7 separate regions of the Mus musculus genome follow, and all the other regions are linked to region 6. The links are chromatin contacts, called in public HiCAR-type and promoter capture Hi-C maps. All regions are on one chromosome and are shown on one strand. The core of a region is the stretch at or near the end of the contact, and the rest is flanking DNA. Distances in the headings are between cores, read along the strand shown. Region 1 holds the start of Paxbp1 (PAX3 and PAX7 binding protein 1). Region 2 holds the start of Synj1 (synaptojanin 1). Region 3 holds the start of Ifnar1 (interferon (alpha and beta) receptor 1). Region 4 holds the start of Tmem50b (transmembrane protein 50B). Region 5 holds the start of Gart (phosphoribosylglycinamide formyltransferase). Region 6 holds the start of Chaf1b (chromatin assembly factor 1, subunit B (p60)). Region 7 holds the start of Dnajc28 (DnaJ heat shock protein family (Hsp40) member C28).

Region 1 (2,700 bases), core at 155-2,654, 2.8 Mb after region 6:
TTCAGGACACGTCCTGCTGGGCACTACAGGCATGCTGAGACCAGAAGGGGGCGCCAGATTCCCAGGAACTGGAGTTTTGAGGAGCCCTGAGGGTGTGGGTACTGGGACTGCAGCCAGGGTCCTCTGGTTCGAAACTGCAATATTCACCTCTCCAATCCCGTTCTTTTGGCGGGTTTTGAAACATGTAAATAATTTCACAAACACTTCTACCCACGCATCCTGATATGCTCGAGAGAAAGAAAAGATTCAACTTTGGTTATGAACTGGGTAACCTGTGTGTTAGCTCAACCTCATGCAATCTTTTTGTTTGTTTGTTTGTTTGTTTCTCGAGACAGGGTTTCTCTGTATAGCTCTGGCTATCCTGGAACTCACTTTGTAGACCAGGCTGGCCTCGAACTCCCGAAATCCGCCTGCCTCTGCCTCCCGAGTGCTGGGATTAAAGGTGCGCGCCACCACCGCCCGGCTCATGCAATCTCTTTAAGGCCGCCAAGGTTCAGATTTGCCCTCTGTGATATAGTCTGAAAATAAGACAAATCTTCCTTCCGCTTGTTTCAGAAATTCACTATGCTTCGTAAAATAGTTAAAATAGTTGCTACCTAACTTGGCTTTCTTACCAAGCCACCCGAAAACACCTCGCTCTCCTGGGAATGGCTGCGGCAGCAGGGAGATGTATCATCTCTGGTTCTGTCTTCCCCAGACAGTGAGGGTTTCCCTACATAGCCTTGGCCATTCTGGAGTTCCTTATGTACATCAGGCCGGCACCGAACTCAGAGATCGCCTTGCCTCCACCTCCCCAGTGCTGCTGGGATTTAACGTGTGTGCTCCCACGCCTTTGAGAGTGTTTGCGTTGATAAAGCTGTAGAGATGGCAAGTATTAATGGAGTTTCTGATCTGTAGACGATATCTGCTAGCATCGCCTCGCGTTATTAAGAGGCATATTAACCATGGAGATGCACTTTCCCTTCCCAAGCTCAAGTCAACTGACTCGTCCCTCCGCTTCTCCCCGGCCTCCCGCCTCTGTTTACCCTGCAGGCACTGAGTGGGAGGGAGGCTGCCACACGTAACGGCTCCGTATAAGCGCGGAAGACGCATTGCAGCAACACGCTCCGAGACGACAGACTACACTCGCTCCTCTCATCTCGATGATCCTCTTTGTGACCTTTGGAACAACACTGGAGTCGGAGGGTACCATGCCAACAGTCCCCCGCGCCGCTAGAGGGCAGTGCAAAGAGACTCCGCCCAAGTAGTGGGGCGCGAGGAGAGCCCAGGCGCATGCGCAATCGAGGCGGCGCGATAGCTAGCCAGAGCCGCGACGACCCGGCTGGTGGGGGGGAACTCTTGCGACTGCGCGTGCGTGGCGGTGGTCTCCGCGCTCCCTCGTCCTCTCAGTCAGCGAGCGGCTGTGAGAGCGCGGTGACGGCGGCTGGGATGTTCCGAAAGGCCCGGCGGGTGAACGTGCGCAAGCGGAACGACTCGGAGGAGGAGGAGCGGGAGCGCGATGAGGAGCAGGAGCCGCCACCGTTGCTGCCCCCGCCGGCCTCGGGAGAAGAGCCCGGCCCTGGCGGCGGCGACCGGGCCCCCGCGGGGGAGTCGCTCCTGGGCCCGGGGCCGCTGCCGCCGCCGCCCTCCGCGCACCACCCGGGCCTCGGCGCTGAGGCCGGGGGCGGCATCTCCGGCGGCGCGGAGCCCGGCAATGGGCTGAAGCCGCGCAAGAGGCCTCGCGAGAACAAAGAGGTGCCCAGGGCCAGCCTGCTCAGCTTCCAAGACGAGGAGGAAGGTAAGCCCCGGCCCGGCCCACGCGGACCCCAAGCCCGTGCTCGCCCGGGCGCCGCGCCCCTTTCCCCACCTCCGGCCTCCGGATCTGCCTGGGGTTGTGTTCCCGCGCTGCCACCAGCCAAGTCTACGGCCTGTGCAGTCCCTCCTCCGGCTGTCAGAGCCCTGATCAGCCATCCTGAGTGGAGGAGAAGGCTCGATGCTCCGTGGACCCGTTTCCTACCTTGCGAGTTGCAGGCAGCCTGAGTCTCTTGGTTAACTGCCTGCTCTTAGTCGTCTGCAGGCCTCTGTACCTGCGGCTTGTTGGCGTCTCGGTTTAGGCCTCCTTGATTAAGAAGGCCGGATTGTTAAAGAGGAGGACCGAAACCAGGGCTGGGAACAATTCTGGGGCTGCAGCCCTGGCTCCCGGTGACCTTGATCCAATCGCTCCCTTGCTGTTGTCCAGTCTCGGTTTCTCTGTAGAAGTAAATGGGAGGAGCAGATGTCCGCTGTGGCATTGGCTCTTGAAGCAGAAGAGGGACCAGGCTGCAGGGGATTTCGATTTTACTTGTACCTCAACATCATGTTAGGAAAAATTGGATGATTTTCGAAGGTCTTGCGTCATGCTTTCGTGATTCTAGAAAGATGGGTGAATTATCTTTGACCTCTCTGGAATTTTGTTTGAAGGAGATACAGACCAGGTTTTGCATTGTTTGAAATGTCTTGTTCTTGACTTGGATTTTCAAATTAAAGATGAGGGCTAAGTCACTCGAAACTTAGTTTTGCAAAATGATTTACTCTAGGCATAATTTTGAAATAACTGTTATTGTGACCAGAGTTATTCAGACTTGGCAGAATAACTTTGGGGTGTATTGTTTTAGGTTTCTTGACTTAATGTTTTAAGGAAGCATTCTAAATACTTTTTTATCCTGAGATGGGTGAAATATG
Region 2 (2,700 bases), core at 167-2,666, 2.9 Mb after region 6:
GGTGTAGTTTCACAGGGATTCTTGGTGTGAAAAGAATGATGGGGTAAGCAAGTTTGATTACAGCTCCACTTGGGGTAATTTCAGTTGTCATAAAAAGGTTCATCCCTAGGGCTGGGGATGCCCCCCAGCTTGTAGAATGCCTGCCTGGTACGCATGAAGCTTTGGGTTCAGTCTGTCACCACGTAAACCAGGTATGGTTGGCACACTAGCCTGGGCTCTGTGCTACTTTGTCTCAAAAAACAAAAGCTACCTCCAAAGTACTACAATTCAGTGGCCAGCTCTCCTGAACCCGTTTTTGTCGGTGCATGTCATATACAGTCATCACACTTAAGAAAAATCCCACTCTCAAACATCCCTGTTTTATTTAAAGGACTGTCCCCACCTGAAATGGACACTTCTTGGGAGGGAAAAATGGCTAACCACAATTCACAGCAAGCAATTGTTATTATAAGCTTGTGGTTACTGTAACCACAACAAAAAAGTAAAAGTTGTTCTTAGGAGACTAAGTGAAAAGATCTAAGAACTGAATCCAAGTGTGTATCTCCTTGGCTGGAGGTGGCTTCTCTTGTGTTTAGTTTGCTTTTAATATTTTAAAACTAGGGTGGATTTGTCTTCTCTAAAATAGAGAAGCGTTGAGTCACATGACAGCATGTTAGAGGAAATGTTTTTATGCAATACGTCATATTTAAATTGTGCTTTTGGGAAGAAAGTAAAAAGGGGAAGAGGCTAGGGGAAAGCAAAGGCAAATGGAACATGATTGCCGTGCTCCTTGGATTCTCAATTCCTCTCTAAAGCCCCAGGGACTACAATGTCCTCCCATTTTTGTCTCTGAAGTATAGGCAGAATAATTCTGCTGGACACAAGTTTTAGACATAATGTCTCGTTTAAAAAGATAGTTTGAAACAGTGTGATGCCCTTAGTTATAAAATTCCACGGCTGGCAAATCGACAGTGACAGCCATGTTTTGTTTGACTGCCTGGAGTTTCTGGTTGCTGGCTTCCCCCACTCTCCACTGCATTCGGTTGAGCACTCTTCCATCGCCCCTGGAGCTCGGAGAACACACTGAAACAGCCAGGGAACAGCCTCCTGCTGCCTCCCTGACGACAGACACCATGGACAGCTCTTCGAGCGCCACCCAGCCGGCGCGGGGTGCACACCGTCCCCCGCCTCGCACTCGCCCATCGCCCATCAGGTCTGCGGAGGCGGCAGGGGGTGGTCCTGATGCCCGACTCGAGCACGAATCAACACGGGCTCCCCCAGCTCTTTCCTGAAGTCCCTCCCTGTCGCCCGCGGGGAGGGCAGAGCTACAGGGCTCCACGCGAGGAGGACGGACCCTCCCTCTGCCGGCTCCCCTGGCCGTGCCACCTTCCCACTCCCGGGGCGACGGAGGCTCGCTTCACGGACCCAGGACGCGGCGGCCGCAGGAACCCGGTGACCAGTAAGCGCCCTGCTCGGCAGCACGGTCCCGCGTGGGCGGAAACGGCTCCGCCCTTTCACCCTAAGGGGCGGGCCTTCCGCCTGGGCAGCGGCGCAATGCGGAAGAGCTGGACCTGCTGGAGCGGAAGTGACGCTTCGGGCGGCTGTAGCGGCGGAGGCTGCGGGAGAAGGAGGAGGAGGAGCCGGAGGAAGAGGTGAGGCAGCGGGCGGGAGGGCGGGGGGCGGGGAGCGGCCCGGGCTCTACCCAGGGGCAGCCGGCCGGCCGGGTGGACGCTTCCTGAGCGGTGGCGGCCGTCGCAGCCGGGTCGCAAGCGGTGAGAGGCGGCCGAGGGCCGAGGGCGGCGGGTTGTGTGGAGACCCCGGGGCTGCGGGTGGCTTGCCGTGACAGCGGCTGTCACCCAGCGGGCGGGAAAGGACCCCGTCGGCACAGGCTCCCGGGTATCTCTGGCGGTGCGTAATGGAGGCGCTGAAGCGCCCGGTGCCTCAGTTCCCCCCGGCTCCCCGGGATCTCGTTGAGTGGCGGTGGGATCCATTCGTCACGGTGAGCTTCGTGACTGGGCAGGAGGCGGCAGTCACCTGTGTGGCTTTCCCTGCCCTTCGCCGCCGCCCTGGAGAGTCCGCGGTGTGATAATCCCGTCCCTCTCCGGCCCCCTCAGGAGCTTTGAATCAGCCTGATTAACCTTCCCTCCCATCCCCTTGCCCATTCCGCCTAGGGATCGGCTTGAAGTTTCCCCATCAGTTCCCTTCCCGTAGTGACAGATCGTGAAGCAGGAAGCCGATAAACAACCCCAACTGAAAATACGCTACAGATTTTCCCTTTGGGGAAACATAAATTAAATGGGAAATCCACCTTATCCAAATCAGGACCGACGGTGCTAAAAACCCCTGCCTTGTCCTGCCGTATCTTGAGAACTGGACGCGTTTCCTTTTGCCTTTTGGTTAAGAAAAAAAAAAAAAAAGGTGACGCCTTATCTTTTGGAATAAACCGTTCACCCCTGAGCTCTCTTTTTCTCTACCCCCAACCCCCATCAAACTTGTCAGTGAGGGACCTCAGGAGGACGCCTAGCAGTCCTTGCAGCAGAAGGAAACCTCAGGTGCATTGACTTGGTTTCCACAGGGCTGCCTCTGAAGAAAGGAGAATGGCGTTCAGCAAAGGATTTCGAATCTACCACAAATTGGATCCCCCACCGTTCAGCCTCATAGTGGAAACTAGGCATAAGGAAGAATGTCTCATGTTCGAGTCTGGGGCTGTGGCTGTGCTCT
Region 3 (2,700 bases), core at 132-2,631, 2.4 Mb after region 6:
CCTGCACATTTGTGTGTGCACCACATGTGCCCCATAGCCAAGGAAGTCAGAAAAGTGTATTCCAATCCCCTGGAACAAAGCAGGATTTAGGGAAGGTTGCAAGTCACCAACTGTGTGCTGGGAACCAATCCAGGTCCCTCTGCAAGAGCAATAAGTGCTCTTACCTGTGAGCCGCCTCTCCAGCCCGAACGAGGCTTTAACTTTAAAAAGTGTCCTTTAACGCTATGTCTGGCTCCACTGTTATCTCCTGTTTTGAAAACTTCTGCCTCAGACTATCATGTCATGTCGCCTGTCAAGCTTCTACTCCAGAGGGTTACAGAACTGCCTCTAGTTACATCCTATGTAAGAGGATGCATCTGAGATGTCTGAATTTCTTTCTTTTCAGCCACCAGGAGCTATCCATCAAGTCTCCCCACTCTGAGTTGTCAGTTTCTCAGTGCTGTCTATGCTAAGTGCACACTACCACTGAGCCACACTTCCAGTACCACCAACGGAGTCTTTGATGTCATCCCTAAACTGACTCTATCCTGTTATCCGTATCCTCTTAGCTTGATCTCCAGTCCAACTGTTGGGATTTACTGATTCTGTGCAGAAAGAGCAGCAAATGTGCTCATGAGATTAACAAAAGACCCAAGAGCATTTGTAGCAGTTACAGTATTCTGTTCATAATAGTCTTTTTCCGATTTACTGTATATGTGTGACCACTTTGCCTGCATGTACATCATGCACGTCTAGCCAGAAATGGGCCATCTTCGGGGTGAGACTTGGGGCAATCACTTACTTCCCAGATATACAGATTTCTAAGAGGAATCAGAACTTTCCTCCAGGAGTGAGGCTAGGTCGTCTTTTTTAGGTTCCTCACATCACTATGAAAACTCTTGTCTCTCCCCTTAGTGGGCATTCTCCCGATGTAACTAGCCCAGTGGTTTCCTGGTTTTGACTTCGGGCCGGTTAGGGGGCCTCTCACCTCACTCCTCTCAGCCCGGGACAAACCGCACTAGGCTGGGAGCGCATTTCTGCTGCTGTCTGGTCTCCCGCCCACCAGCAGCCCTGAGGCTCGGCCCGGGTAGCGTCCTCAGGCTGAAGAGCGGCGCAGGGGGCGGGCGTCGCGGACTCTGGTCACCCGCGCCCAGCTCTCCCTCCATGGTGCCCGGCCCTCGCACAGGCCCCTCGGCTCACCTGCAGCTGAGGGTAGCACCCAAGGCGCCCCGGCCACCAGCACCAGGGCCGCCGCGCCCACGACAGCGAGCATCGTCTTGGGAGGCCGGGCGGCGGCTCACATTCTCCTCCTTCTCCTCAGCAGCACCGCGGAGCTGGAGACTACCTCTGGGCAGCTAGGCCCTCCGCGACGCCCCGCCCCCTCCAGCGCCCCGCCCCTTCCGTGAACGCCCCCGCCCCTCCACCCAGCACAGCTTCTCCGCTGACGCCACGCTCTCTCCGCGAGCAAGCGGCTCGGAAAGTACCGGGCGCGGTCCAGTCAAGGCCTGGGGACTTTGAGGTCCCTGCCACGCTCCGCCCCCACTTCCGGAAAGACTGCCCAGCATTGTCCTTAGACTCCTGAGAGGAAAGCGGGGTGCAGTCAGTGCGCCTGCGCAGCCCCTCCTCCTTCCGGGCTCAGCTTCCTGTTTTTGTCCGGAGGGGGTTCGGAGGCGTTGCCCCGGGGGTTACTAGTCCACTGGCTCGAATCCTGGTGTGGGGATCCCTGGAGGCCGTGGATCAAATGACTCTGGGACCTGGAAGGCGCCGGCAACACTTTTATCTCAACTGCACAAGATCTTTATACTTGATTCCCTGATTTTGTGGGATGGTTTGCTGTTGTGACTCGCTCAATCTTTGGGTTTTGAATTATGCAGCGTTTGGATCTTTTGTCTAATAATGTGGTTTTAGGCTGGTTTTATGTGTATGAGTGTTTTGCATGCATGCATGCATGCATATATGTGCACCGTACATATATGCGTGCCTGGTACCCATGGAGGCCAGTAGAGCGCAGATACCCTGGTATTAAAGTTACTGATCTTCCGAGCTACCATGTTTGTACGCCAGTCCTCTGCACGTGCCCTTAAACCACTGAGCCCTCTCTCTACCCCCTTAACTCCGTCTCTGTCTGATTACTATCTTATAAAGAAACTTATTTGTTGGGCCGGGCGTGGTGGCGCACGCCTTTAATCCCAGCACTCGGGAGGCGGAGGCAGGCGGATTTCTGAGTTCGAGGCCAGCCTGGTCTACAAAGTGAGCTCCAGGACAGCCAGGCCTATACAGAGAAACCCTGTCACGAAAAACCAAAAAAAGAAAAAAAAAAAAAAAAAAGTAAGAAACTTATTTGTTATGCCGGGCGTGGTGGCACATGCCTTTAATCCCAGCACTTGGGAGGCAGAGGCAGGCGGTTTCTGAGTTCGAGGCCAGCCTGGACTAGAGAGTGAGTTCCAGGACAGCCAAGGCTCCACACACAAACCCTGTCTCAAAAAAAAAAAAAAGAGTTCCTCTCTGCTTCCTCACCATCATTCGTCAGATTTCTTGTCAGCCATTCTGACTAGGGTGGGGTAGAATGGCAAAGCAGTGTCAGTGTGCATTTTGCTGGTGGCTCAGGACATTAAGTTCTTTAAAGATAGTTACTGGGTGCATATTTCAGCGTTTGAAAACTGTGTTCGATTTATTGGGCCATTTGTTCCTGGTAGATTCATTTCCTTATTTTCTGAAGTT
Region 4 (2,700 bases), core at 34-2,533, 2.3 Mb after region 6:
CCTGGCTGTCCTGGAACTCACTTTGTAGACCAGGCTGGCCTGGAACTCAGAAATCCACCTGCCTCTGCCTCCCAAGTGCTGGGATTAAAGGCGTGCGCCACCACGCCCGGCTCGGTTTGGTCTTGAATTTGCTGTGTAATCCAGTCTGACTGGAAATAGAAATATGCTTGAGACCATGATCATACCCAAGCTGAGACATTTTGGAATGCAGGGATCACAGGCATGTATCACCACACCTGTTTATATGATGCTTGGGATACAAGCCAGAGCCTTATGTATTTAAGGCTAAATAATGTACCAACTGAACTACATTCCCTAGCTCTGGGACAGATACCTAAAGATGTTCCCTTCTGCTGCCCCTCTTGCTTGTTAGTGTGTGTGCATAATCCCATACTCCAAAAAGGAATTTATGCAGTGAATATTTATTGAATACCTAAATCCTAGATTATATACAAGAACTACAGGAGTAACAGGATCCAGGATGTCATTTGTGACAGTTACGTGACACAAAAATCTTTTTGCTTTACTCTATCTAGGTGAAGTGTGTTTTTACCTTCAATGTAGTAGTAACTTGGACTTTGCATCTTTCTTTAACTGCATTTATATTCTGTAGGAAATGTGGTTTTTGAAGTTATGCTGAAAAATCCAGAGGCAGTATCTCTAAAGGAGATAAGTAAAGATTTGCTCCCAAAACAAGCCAAAAATCTATTTGGATAGACGGAAAAAGGAATCAGGCTGAAATAGCTATGTAGCTTTGCTTTGCGGGTACCCTCAGAAAACCAGTACTGACTGGGATCCCTGGACCTGTAACTTCATCTTCTGAGGTCTTGGTTTTTGAACGTCTTGGAGTGCGTTCTCGACTCTCGGCAGCTGGTGAACAATGCTCAACTGCTGATATGCAAGAGGACCTTGCGTAATAGGCTTGGGTTCCCCGTACCGGTGCTCTCACCGATGCTGAGGCGCTTGAGTTTACACTACTACCGCAAACCGCAGCAGGAGAGGTCCGGACCTCAGCTCCAGGACGCAGGTAGAGCACCGCGCCAGCCCCGCCCTCAGGAATCAAGCCCCGCCCTCTATCTAATCGGTCGCACTATGATTGGTCTCCGCAGAGCGCACGGGTCCAGCCCCGTTCCGCCTCTGAGGTCCCGGTCCCGCCTCCAGGGGTTATGCCCCGCCCACGCAGGCCACTTGCTGCAATCCCATTGGTTCCTGCGGTGCGCACGGCGCCTCGCCCCCGCCCCACCGGCGCCCTGGCCTCCCGCCCGCCGCCGGCCCCCGGCTCCCGGACTGAGGTTGATCGGGCCGCTGCTTCCCGGACAGACGCGCGCCCTCGACGTCCCTGCTCCTGCCTGGGCTCGGTGTAGACTTCGCAGGTAGCCGGGTGAGTGCGGTTGGCAGGTCTCGGGTTTCTGTGATCTGCCGATCGAACGCAGGGCGCCGGCCCGGCGCGGCCTGAGGTTCTGTGGCGCCGCCCGTGTCGGTGCCAAGGAGCGCGCGGGCGACCGGCGGGGCCCGGCCTGCGCCCGCGTCCTCTCGGCGCCCCGTGGCCCTGACGCCGCCGTGACCCGCGCTCAGCCGAGGCAGGCCGCTCCGCCGCGCATCTCGTCCTGAGTCTGGGGAGGTCCCCAAGGCGATCGGTAGGGGATGGAGGTCCTGTGGGGCACCGCCGCAGCCGCCACCGAGGCCCCACGAGCGTCTGGGGACGAGCGACCCTCCCGTTTGCTCGGAGCCGTTGCCAGGAACTGTCCTTGTATCCTTGACTTTCCCCTCCATCCTGCAAGCGCTGGGGGGAGAGGGAGGAGAGGGAGGAGAGGGAGGAGAGGGAGGGAAGTCTTTGGGAATTCATCCTAAGTGGCGAGTGGCCTTTTCAGAGAAGTAGCAGAGCAGTGGTCGTTGTAGGCTAGGCCATTTTGGTCTTTAGCCAGTAAGTTGGTTTTCACCACTGGAAGGTACTTGAGCCTGAGAGGTGGGTAGATACGTGACCTTTCCGACCGTAGCAGCAGAGGGCTGGGCTCGCTCTTCCACCTTGCTGCTGCGATGGGAGGAGGGGCGTGGGAATTCAAACCTCTCGCTGGAGTAGATATGCTCACCCTCAACAACATCCACCCCCCTACCCCCCCGTGCATCCTTCGCGCTCCAACTCTTCACCCTATTTGTACCACAAATCCCATTTCTAGATAATTCCAGGGGCGCTTATTCCCAGGCTTCTCATCCTCCTTTCTCGTTTGTCTTTTCTACCTGTGTGCGGCTTCCAAAAACCAGAGCCAAGCAATTTAAACACTTAAACGAGCATAGTGTTCAAAGACTTCCTGATCCTAAAAATGAAACCCAGAGGTTAATTTGCATAGCGATGCTTCAAGAAAAGCAGGTTTAATCGGAACGGGGTGAGGATGTAGTTTTTTCCTCTTCAGGAGACACACCCTTTGATCCTCCCCATTCTTCCTCTATCAGCTAGACAGCAGCCTTCAACGCTATTGCGTTGTTTGGTTTTGGTTTTGGTTTTCTAAATTCACTACTGGGGTCAATTGATTAAAGAATCAATCTTGCTTAGTCCTTATGTGTCTTTTAATGTAATAAACATTGAAGAAGATTATCAAGTAAAGTTTTCAGACAATACAGAAACAGCAAATAAAAAGTGAAACCCTCCAGCACGCCTTAAATCCCAGCACTCAGGCAGGTGAGGCCAGTCTTGTCTACAGC
Region 5 (2,700 bases), core at 27-2,526, 2.2 Mb after region 6:
GTGTCCAAACGAGGGAAAGGTGACCGTCTTAACTGGAAGAAAGAAACGGCGTGTGCGACACCGCGGAAGAGACGATCTTTCGCGAAAGGAACGAACGGGGAACTGGGGGGGTGGGGGGGGGGGCGGAAAATGGATCCCAGGCCCAGGCGGGGCCGTAGCGGGGCCTGAGCCGAGAAACGACGGCGTTCCGTGAAAGATGCCACGGGAGGCTAGATGAAGCCCTAACAGCCCGCGAGGAGCAGAAAAGTCTGGGAAGCGTTTACCTGGAAAGCTCCTGTTGTATTTCCCGGAATTTACTGACCACGAAAGACCTGAAAACCTGCTCGATGTCGGCCGCCATGGCGTCCGCTCCGTTCTCTCAACTACTCCTCGCTAGTCCTCCAGGCTCCCAGCATGCCTCGGGAGGAGGCGCAGCGGCCAATTCCTTTTATCCCTTTCCTGATTGGCTCGTGAGGGAGCGTCCGCACGGGCTCGCTCCACCCACGAGCCAATCAGCGAACACCGGCCCGCTCTCCTCCGCTGTTTCTGAGCCGCCGGGGTAGAGCTGCTGACGTTTGCGCCGCGCACGAACTCGGCCGCCATGTTAGTGGTTGACGCAGGCGCCATTACAGGAGAAGTCGCTCCCGAGGCGACCGCGACAGCTTCGGCTGTTGATCCCCTCAGCCTGCGGGGACTCCTAAGAGGCTTTCTATAGGGAGTAAATGCCTGAGATTAGAGGCCATGGAAAAAAAAAAAAGCTGGGGGACGAGAAAAGCCTCGGCTTGTCCGGCACGGAGCTCGAACGCGTTTGTTGCAAGCGCCAAGTTTACTTTGGTCAGGGAGACGTGCATGAGAAAGAAATCCCCGTCCCGCGTCCCCACTATGAGTTGGAAAGGAGCCATTCCCATTCTGCCTCGATGCTTGCTATAACCGGCCTCGCGTAGTTTTTAGCAAAGGCTGGAGCGTCTGAGCGACCTGCGTTCTAAACGCAGTGCGCTTGAGCTGCTCCGGAGTCCAGCCCTGGCCGCTCCGCCCTGGCGCTTGGTGAGCAGCCACAGTCAGGCAGCCTCGGCTCTGCCCCCAGTGTAGGAGGCTCTGGGGTAAACGCAGGGACCTTAAGTGACAGCCCCTGACGAGCATCATCAGCTCTAATCGTGGTGCCAGGGATTCTGAGCCCGGCTAGGCAGCGGGCTCCGACCGCACCCTAAGGCGGGAGGAACCCCCACGGGTCGCCTCGCGGGCGGGGACCTAGGCGGGCTGCGGCCAATGAGCAGCCGAGTCCATCGGAGGCGGGGCAGAGGCCGGGGCGCGCTGGATTCCCCGGGCCAACTTCCGGCGGGTGCGAGTGGCGGGTGCGAGCCGGAGCTGCGTGGCGGGGCTTGCAGGTGCGTGAATGCCTTAGTTCTTAAGATGATGCGTGGACTGCCTAAACGCTTTGACCCATGGGTTTAACCTCAGCGACCGGTGCTACTCTTGAAACGAAACTGGCGTGACTGGCGAAAAGCCCACGTGCTTTGCACGGCCTTGATGGAGGTCGGCCAGGTAGTTCTTTCCCAGCTTTCTAATTCTGAGGCCGGGTCCAGGTTTCTGTGCATCTCTGCCTTGTAAAGACAGACCCTGTACACCGATGGTTTTTTTATCCGCTCTAGTTTTATCACAGTAACTAACCATTTACCTGGACCACTTTCGTATTTGGTTTCTACTTTTTCAAAACAAATATTTGGAAGTGGTTTTAACCGATTCTTTTATTCTCTCCTTACCCTATTCTCTTGTTCTCGCTATAAATTGCCTGTTAGTTAACTGACACCCAAGAAGTTACAAAAGACTCTCCGAGTCTCCCGGCTAGTAAGGCCTTGACACCGGAGCCCAGGCACCCAGCCGCTGCTGGTGAAGAGACCAGTCCTGCTATTTCACAGATCCTGACTAGTAAAATGAAAATTGTCTTCTTGCACTGCTTTCTTATTCAAGTTAGATTTTTTAAAAAGTTTAATGGCTTCAGCTATTTCTCTAAGAAAATGACACAGAATTGAACTAAAGTCTATCTTATGTGTAGGAGCGTTGTCCCTTACATGTATGTTTGTGCCCACGTGCATACAATGAACGCCCCAAAGAAGCCGGAAGAAAGCATTCAGTCTCCAGACCCAGATTAGGATGTTTGTGAGCCACCTTGTGGGTGCTGGGAGACTAAACCCCAGCCCTCTGCAAGAGAACTAAGTGTTCTTAACCTTACCAGTCTGCTTGGGTTTTCCTTAAATATGTAATCCCAAAGTAAAGGATCAATTTAGAATTTACATATTTCAGTTTTCTTCTTTCCGTAACCATCTTCTACATAAGTAAATATCTTGATAATATCTTTGCTCCCCCCCCTCCTTTTATTGGTGCTAGAATTTGAACACAAGGCTTCTATTCTAAGCAATAGGTATCAATTAGGTATATGAAGTAACAACACATAGCAAATTAGTACTTCCTATTTCTGGGTACTTTGTAGTATACAATATTTTTTTTTAAAGAATTGTTTATTTTATGTATGTGAGTACACTGTAACTGTCTGAAGACACACCAGAAGAGGGCATTGGATCCCATTACACATGGTTGTGAGCCACCATGTGGTTGCTGGGGATTGAACTCAGGACCTCATCAGTGCTCTTAACCACTGAGCCATCTTTCCAGCCCCCCCCCCCCCACACACACACACCTTTTTTTCTTAAAGAATTGTTTCAG
Region 6 (2,700 bases), core at 104-2,603:
AAACTTTGTAAATCAAAGGAAGTATTAGCAGAAATGCACACCATCAGTCCCCTTACCTGCTATTCCCCTCTTCCAGTTCTTTAGAGCAAATGGGCAAAGCACAGAGCACAGGAGCTAGGCTCAGTATTACTATTTTGAGACAAGGTCTCACCTAGCCCAGGCTGGACTCAAACTCACTACTGTTGAGAATCTCAAACTTCAGATCTGTACCGTATGGGTATTGGGGATACATGCCTGGCACCACAGAGCTCTTCCTAGTTTAGTATTCTAAAATACTGAGAACCCACTTGTAACAATGTAGCAAATAGCCGGGCCGTGGTGGCCCACGCCTTTATTCCCAGCACTTGGGAGTCAGAGGGTTCGAGGTCAGCCTGGTCTACAGAGTTCTAGGACAGCCAGGGCTACACAGAGAAACCCTGTCTTGAAACAACAAACAAAACAAACAAAAACAATGTAGCAAATGTTAAGAAAGCTAATCTTCTCAGCATTCCTTGCTTTCCCCAGGCCTCAGAACTTAGTACACTGGACTAGGTGGCAACCCGACTTGAGTTGCTGCCTTCAGTTTTAAACAAAGGAATGAAAACGTGAGCTCCGCGTAGAACCTCCCCGTATCCTCCCGCCTGTCCATTTACCCTGACGGCGGTGTCCACCCCCGCGGATGCCAGCCTGTGGATCTTCCAGGTTGCCCCATGCTGGAAGTCCAGGCTGTACACTGGCTCCTTGTTGTGCCAGGCGATTTCACACGTGATCACTTTCATCCTCCAGAGTTTCCGCCAGGCAAAGGGAGGCTGGAAACGTTAGCAAAGAGTTAAACAGCGACCCTGGAACATGAAGGGCGAGCCGGGGAAAGAGCACAGAAGCCATTAGCGACGCCGACGGCTCAGACACCTGCAATCTTCAGCTAAAATGCTCCCGCAGGTAGAGAGACTTCCACCAGTGTACGGTTCCGGAAGAGAAAGAAACCAAACACCCCAGACGGAGGCGAGGACGGGCAGCACAGAGCATCGTGTTGAGGTGGGGTCCCAGAGACCGGTACCGGAGTACTGGCTATCATCCCGGGGAGCAGCAAGGGAGGGAGTTCACGGGGAGGGGCGCGGGTCCGGGCGGCCCAACCCGGCCTGGCGGAAGGCGCGCGAGTCCCGGTCCCGGTGGGGACTGTGGTCTGGGACGAACTGCCTTCTGCCTGCGCCCGCGCTGAGATCAGAACTCACGGCCCCGGTGAGGAGCTGCAGCCCAACCCAGGTCAGAAGCGCGGAAGCCGGGTATCAGCAAACCTACCTGCAGTAACTCGGTCCACCCGGGGCCGCCACAGCCCGCAGCTTCCCGCGCGCCGCAGGCCACGCCTCCGGTCACGCCTCCTCGGGGCGGAGTTCCGGGGCGTCCCGCCTCCGCGTGGGCGGGGCTGTCACAAGACAAAGTCTCTGAATGGGAGGGTCCAGGGCATCCCTCCTCCCAGTGGCCAGCAATCTCCCGGCACCTTGGCTTCCGGTGGGCGGAGCTCTGGGCTCTTTTCTTTCTCGTGGGCGGGGCTGTCGCGGCTCGTGGCTCCTGTTGGGCGGGACTGGGAATCCCATTCCCGCGCCTCGGAGGAGTCCAGGCTCGTCCAGCTTTGACGTGCTAACCCGAGATGCAAGACGTCCTACCTACCACGCGTCAGTGTCACATGCTCATCGGACAGATCTTCCCGCCTGGAATTTACGGTCTAGAAAGAAAAGCGGGACTAGAGACGCAGGCAGCTGATTGCACGCTTAGCCAACAGCAGCGGTTCTGTCACCAGCCCCTGCCGGTGATCTCAGCACTCCAGAGGACCCTAAGAGGAAGGTTATCCTCAGCTACAGAGAGTTCCAGGCCAGCCTGAACTAAAGACTAAACAAAAAATATATAACATTTCTTATAGGGCAGATGGGAAACTTTGGGACTCATCTAATATAACCAAATAAGAGTGTCCCAGGCAGTGGATATTTGAGAGCTGTCCTGCCCCACCAAATATCTCAAAATGGCTCTGGAGTTTCAAAATGTCAATAAAACAGCAATGCCTTCGCCCTCTCTTAGCGATGTGACAGACGCCTAGAATGGTTGTTATGATGGTAATCCCAACACTCTGAAGGTGGAAATGGGAAGATGATCAGGAGTTCAAGGTCAACCTTAACTACACAGCAAGATTGAGGCCAGCCTCATGAATGTGTAGGAACTTCCATTCCAATTATGTAATGGTTAATTTATCCACCATGACCTTCTCAATAATGTCACATATTTTTTAAAGATTCTTGTCTCCTATGGTTTTGACTTCTTACAGGCCAGCATATGAAAGTTAAGGTTTTTTTTGTTTTTGTTTTTGTTTTTGTTTTTTTTTTTTTCCAAGACAGGGTTTCTCTGTACAGCCCTGGCTGTCCTGAAACTCATTCTGTAGACCAGGCTGGCCTCGAACTCAGAAATTCACCTGTCTCTGCCTCTCAAGTGTTGAGATTAAAGCCATACACCACCACTGCCCGGCGAAAGTTGGGTTTTTATAAAGAAATGATCTCAAGAGCTGGAGAGGACTCAGCATGTAAGAGCACTGGCTGCTTTGGTCAAGGCCCTGGGTTCAGTTTCCAGAACCCACATGGTGGATCATGACACAGTTCCAGTTAACCCAACACCCTTTTCTGACCTCCAAAAGCACCAGGCACACATATGGTGCACATGCATACATACTGTGAT
Region 7 (2,700 bases), core at 166-2,665, 2.3 Mb after region 6:
CAAGCCCCTCCGCCAGCCACTGGCAGTTAAGGCAGATTTGCATACAACAGGTGGGAGCAGTGGACCCAGATGAAGGTTGTGCTGAGTCAGCAAGCCCGGGCGATGGGCTAACACTTTTCAGGCAGCACAGCCAAACTCCCACAATGCTTGGCTCTCATGATGGTCACAACAGAATACTATTTAGACACATTGAGTGTGAGCGGCTACTATATACACATTAGTTATTCAAGATTGAGATAGCCCAACCTGTAAAGACTCTACCTTCATTCAAGCTTGACCACCAGGATCCACACGACAGAAGCAGACAACCAACTCCACCAGTAGAGACCACAGCATACAAAACACGAAACTACACATACAAAACATAACCGGTGTAATAAGATTTTCAAAGCCAGATGTGGCACGCACCTTTCATCTCAGCGCTTGGGAGGCAGAGGCAAGTGGGTTCAAGGCCAGCCTGGTCTACAGAGTTTCAGACTAGACTGGCCTCAAACTCACAGAGATCCACCTGACTCTGCCTTTATATGCTGGGATTAAAAGTGTGCCGCTAATTTTTTTAAAACTGTATCTTTAGGATGGAGTGCGGTGACATGTCTTTAACCATTCAAGAGACAAGAGGCAGGGAATCCCAGCACTTGGGAGGCAGAAGCAGGTGGATTTCTGAGTTCAAGGCCAGCCTGGTCTACAGAGTGAGTTCCAGGACAGCCAGGGCTACACAGAGAAACCCTGTCTCAAAAAAACCAAATAATAATAATTAATAAAAATAAAATAATAAAGAATAAAATAAAACCAAAGACACATTTTTCCCTTCTTTTCCAACCCCTGGCTATGTGCGGTGCTCAATGGGGTGAGGTATCGTACAATACGCAGAGCCCTGACAGAACTTGCCTTGCATGCATAAGCCCTTGGTTTTATATCCCCAACATTCCATAAACAAGTAGCAATTTTACTGTGTAATCCCAGCACCTGGAAAACGGAAGCATGGAGGATGTGCAACCCAAAATCCCTCTTTACTACATAGCGAGTGTGAGGCCAGCCTGGGCTAAGGGAGACAGTGTCAAAAAACAAGAGCCATCCACCCAAACAAACTTGGCTGGGCCAGGCAGTGGTGGCGCACACCTTTAATCCAAACTTGGTTGAAGGAAAGACCATCTTTCTAGGCTTAAAGAAGCCTACTGACGGTGCAGGTGTCCCATAGAGGCAAACGGCCTAATCTTCCTCCATTTAAAACAATTTACTGAGGTCAGTGCTCTTCAAATTACATACACGTTGGGGTCACAAATCTATCACAAGCCATAACTCCTCTCCAGGCCCTAATGCCTCTACTCTGCACCTGCCGGAGAACTACATTTCCCACAATCCAAATCGGCCGAACCCTGCCCTCGAAAGCGGGTAGAGGCGGGGCCTATCGCCCCCGGCACAACAACAAGCGTCCAGGGGAGTCTGTCCTCTGTTCCGTGGGGGATGGTTTTATAAGAAAGAGATCGCTGTCCCTGGTGAGGGAAACTACCTGTCGTAGTAAGGTATGAAGAAAGGCTCTGCAGTGTAGCGCGGCAGAGGGTCCAGTAGCCGAGACAGGGACGGAGCGGGCCACGCGTGCTGCGCAAAGGCGCAGCTTGAGCTTCGAGCCGCTGAACCCCCATCACGTCTGTGAAGGTGAGTAGGGGGTGCAGCGGACCGACACTCTTCTGAGGCACCCCTCACCACGGTGAGCATAACCACCGGCATCCCAGACAACTCTAAAATCCACTGACCCCTATATTGTGACATCGGGCTACCATGACTTCTAAAACGCACCTTACATTCAAAGGATCAGTAATCCTCCAGTAAGTACTCCGTTGCCTTTCGTCAGTGTTCAGTATCTTTTTCCACAGGACCATGCGTTTTTAAATACAGCAAAAGCTCTCTCACCCTTTATCGCCCTTCCTTGCCCTGGCACCTAGCAAATAGCGAGGTGCAGACCTTAAAGTCGCTTGCATTCTTGATTCTCAGTCCCATCTGGTGTCCCACTGAGTACCGGTCTGTATGTTCCCTGTTTGATATGCAGCAAGTTAGATACTTGGAAATGGTGACGACCATTCTACACTGTATGCAAAACAAAACAACAACACAAATTGTGCTCAGGGAAATGTGTAATTTGCTGAGTATAGCTAAGCCAAGTGTGGGGCTTGGATGCTCTCCTTTAGTCCCAGCACTCAGGAGACAGAGGCAGGCTGACCTCTGTGAGTTCAAGTCCAGCCTGGTCTACATAATGAGTCCCAGGACAGCCAGGGCTATGTAGAGAGACCCTATCTCAAAAACAAACAAGCAAAAAGCAGTTAAGCTTTACTGTGCCCCAAACCTAACCATTTGCAGTACCTGGTAATGTAAGTTCTTTGGTTAACCTTAAGAGTTGCTTAACCTTCTGGACCCGTTTTCTTATAAAATGAGAAAATTAGGTTAGATGAGTTTTAACAACTTTCTAGATCTAAAATTCTGTGCATTGGATCCGGGCGGAGGTATGCATGTCTTTAATCCCAGAACATGGAAGGCAGGGGCAGGTGGATCTCTCTATGTTTGAAGCCAGCCTGGTCTCCAAAGTGAGTCCAGAACAACCAGAGCTACACAGAGAGAAACCCTGTCTTCAAGCAGTAGACTTCAGTTCCTGTCACACTATGTGATAGCCAAACATCACTGTCATTTTCTAGCTGCACCAAGAAA

The links. Promoter capture Hi-C pulls out the DNA fragments that hold promoters and counts their contacts. HiCAR-type assays count read pairs that join an accessible place to other places. Capture Hi-C pulls out chosen DNA fragments and counts their contacts.
Region 1: a contact with region 6 is called in a promoter capture Hi-C map of liver, with 3 times the contacts expected there. The contact joins the promoter of Paxbp1 here to the promoter of Chaf1b in region 6. A contact is called at or near these places in 1 of 39 promoter capture datasets (hippocampal neurons) and 2 of 9 other capture datasets (adipose tissue and liver).
Region 2: a promoter capture Hi-C map of hippocampal neurons shows a contact between it and region 6, with 5 times the contacts expected there. The contact joins the promoter of Synj1 here to the promoter of Chaf1b in region 6. A contact is called at or near these places in 1 of 39 promoter capture datasets (hippocampal neurons) and 1 of 9 other capture datasets (adipose tissue).
Region 3: a HiCAR-type map of astrocytes shows a contact between it and region 6, with 4 times the contacts expected there. The contact joins the promoter of Ifnar1 here to the promoter of Chaf1b in region 6. A contact is called at or near these places in 2 of 39 promoter capture datasets (embryonic stem cells and hippocampal neurons) and 1 of 115 datasets of contacts at active chromatin or transcription factors (astrocytes).
Region 4: a contact with region 6 is called in a promoter capture Hi-C map of embryonic stem cells, with 2.8 times the contacts expected there. The contact joins the promoter of Tmem50b here to the promoter of Chaf1b in region 6. A contact is called at or near these places in 2 of 39 promoter capture datasets (embryonic stem cells and hippocampal neurons) and 1 of 484 Hi-C or Micro-C datasets (B cells).
Region 5: a promoter capture Hi-C map of liver shows a contact between it and region 6, with 2.6 times the contacts expected there. The contact joins the promoter of Gart here to the promoter of Chaf1b in region 6. A contact is called at or near these places in 1 of 39 promoter capture datasets (embryonic stem cells), 4 of 115 datasets of contacts at active chromatin or transcription factors (embryonic forebrain, large pre-B cells, pro-B cells and 1 more) and 2 of 9 other capture datasets (adipose tissue and liver).
Region 7: a contact with region 6 is called in a promoter capture Hi-C map of pre-B cells, with 5 times the contacts expected there. The contact joins the promoter of Dnajc28 here to the promoter of Chaf1b in region 6. A contact is called at or near these places in 4 of 39 promoter capture datasets (embryonic stem cells, hippocampal neurons, liver and 1 more) and 1 of 115 datasets of contacts at active chromatin or transcription factors (embryonic forebrain).

The regions. Positions count from the first base shown.
Region 1 is chr16:91,043,083-91,045,782 of GRCm38.p6, reverse strand. Paxbp1 (PAX3 and PAX7 binding protein 1) reads left to right here and starts at 1,404. Exons shown (of 18, transcript NM_026110.2): 1 at 1,404-1,777. The coding sequence starts at 1,429.
Region 2 is chr16:91,010,024-91,012,723 of GRCm38.p6, reverse strand. It overlaps Synj1 (synaptojanin 1), which reads left to right and starts at 1,416. Exons shown (of 32, transcript NM_001164483.1): 1 at 1,416-1,631; 2 at 2,555-2,700. The coding sequence starts at 1,534. 4930404I05Rik (RIKEN cDNA 4930404I05 gene) reads right to left here and starts at 1,475. Exons shown (of 3, transcript NR_028368.1): 1 at 1,405-1,475.
Region 3 is chr16:91,483,896-91,486,595 of GRCm38.p6, reverse strand. It overlaps Ifnar1 (interferon (alpha and beta) receptor 1), which reads right to left and starts at 1,381. Exons shown (of 11, transcript NM_010508.2): 1 at 1,180-1,381. The coding sequence starts at 1,252.
Region 4 is chr16:91,596,263-91,598,962 of GRCm38.p6, reverse strand. It overlaps Tmem50b (transmembrane protein 50B), which reads left to right and starts at 1,283. Exons shown (of 7, transcript NM_030018.3): 1 at 1,283-1,381.
Region 5 is chr16:91,645,548-91,648,247 of GRCm38.p6, reverse strand. It overlaps Gart (phosphoribosylglycinamide formyltransferase), which reads left to right and starts at 1,276. Exons shown (of 22, transcript NM_010256.2): 1 at 1,276-1,364. Son (Son DNA binding protein) reads right to left here and starts at 424. Exons shown (of 12, transcript NM_178880.4): 1 at 264-424. The coding sequence starts at 340.
Region 6 is chr16:93,882,554-93,885,253 of GRCm38.p6, reverse strand. It overlaps Chaf1b (chromatin assembly factor 1, subunit B (p60)), which reads right to left and starts at 1,353. Exons shown (of 14, transcript NM_028083.4): 1 at 1,279-1,353; 2 at 633-788. The coding sequence starts at 758.
Region 7 is chr16:91,617,714-91,620,413 of GRCm38.p6, reverse strand. It overlaps Dnajc28 (DnaJ heat shock protein family (Hsp40) member C28), which reads left to right and starts at 1,415. Exons shown (of 2, transcript NM_138664.2): 1 at 1,415-1,656.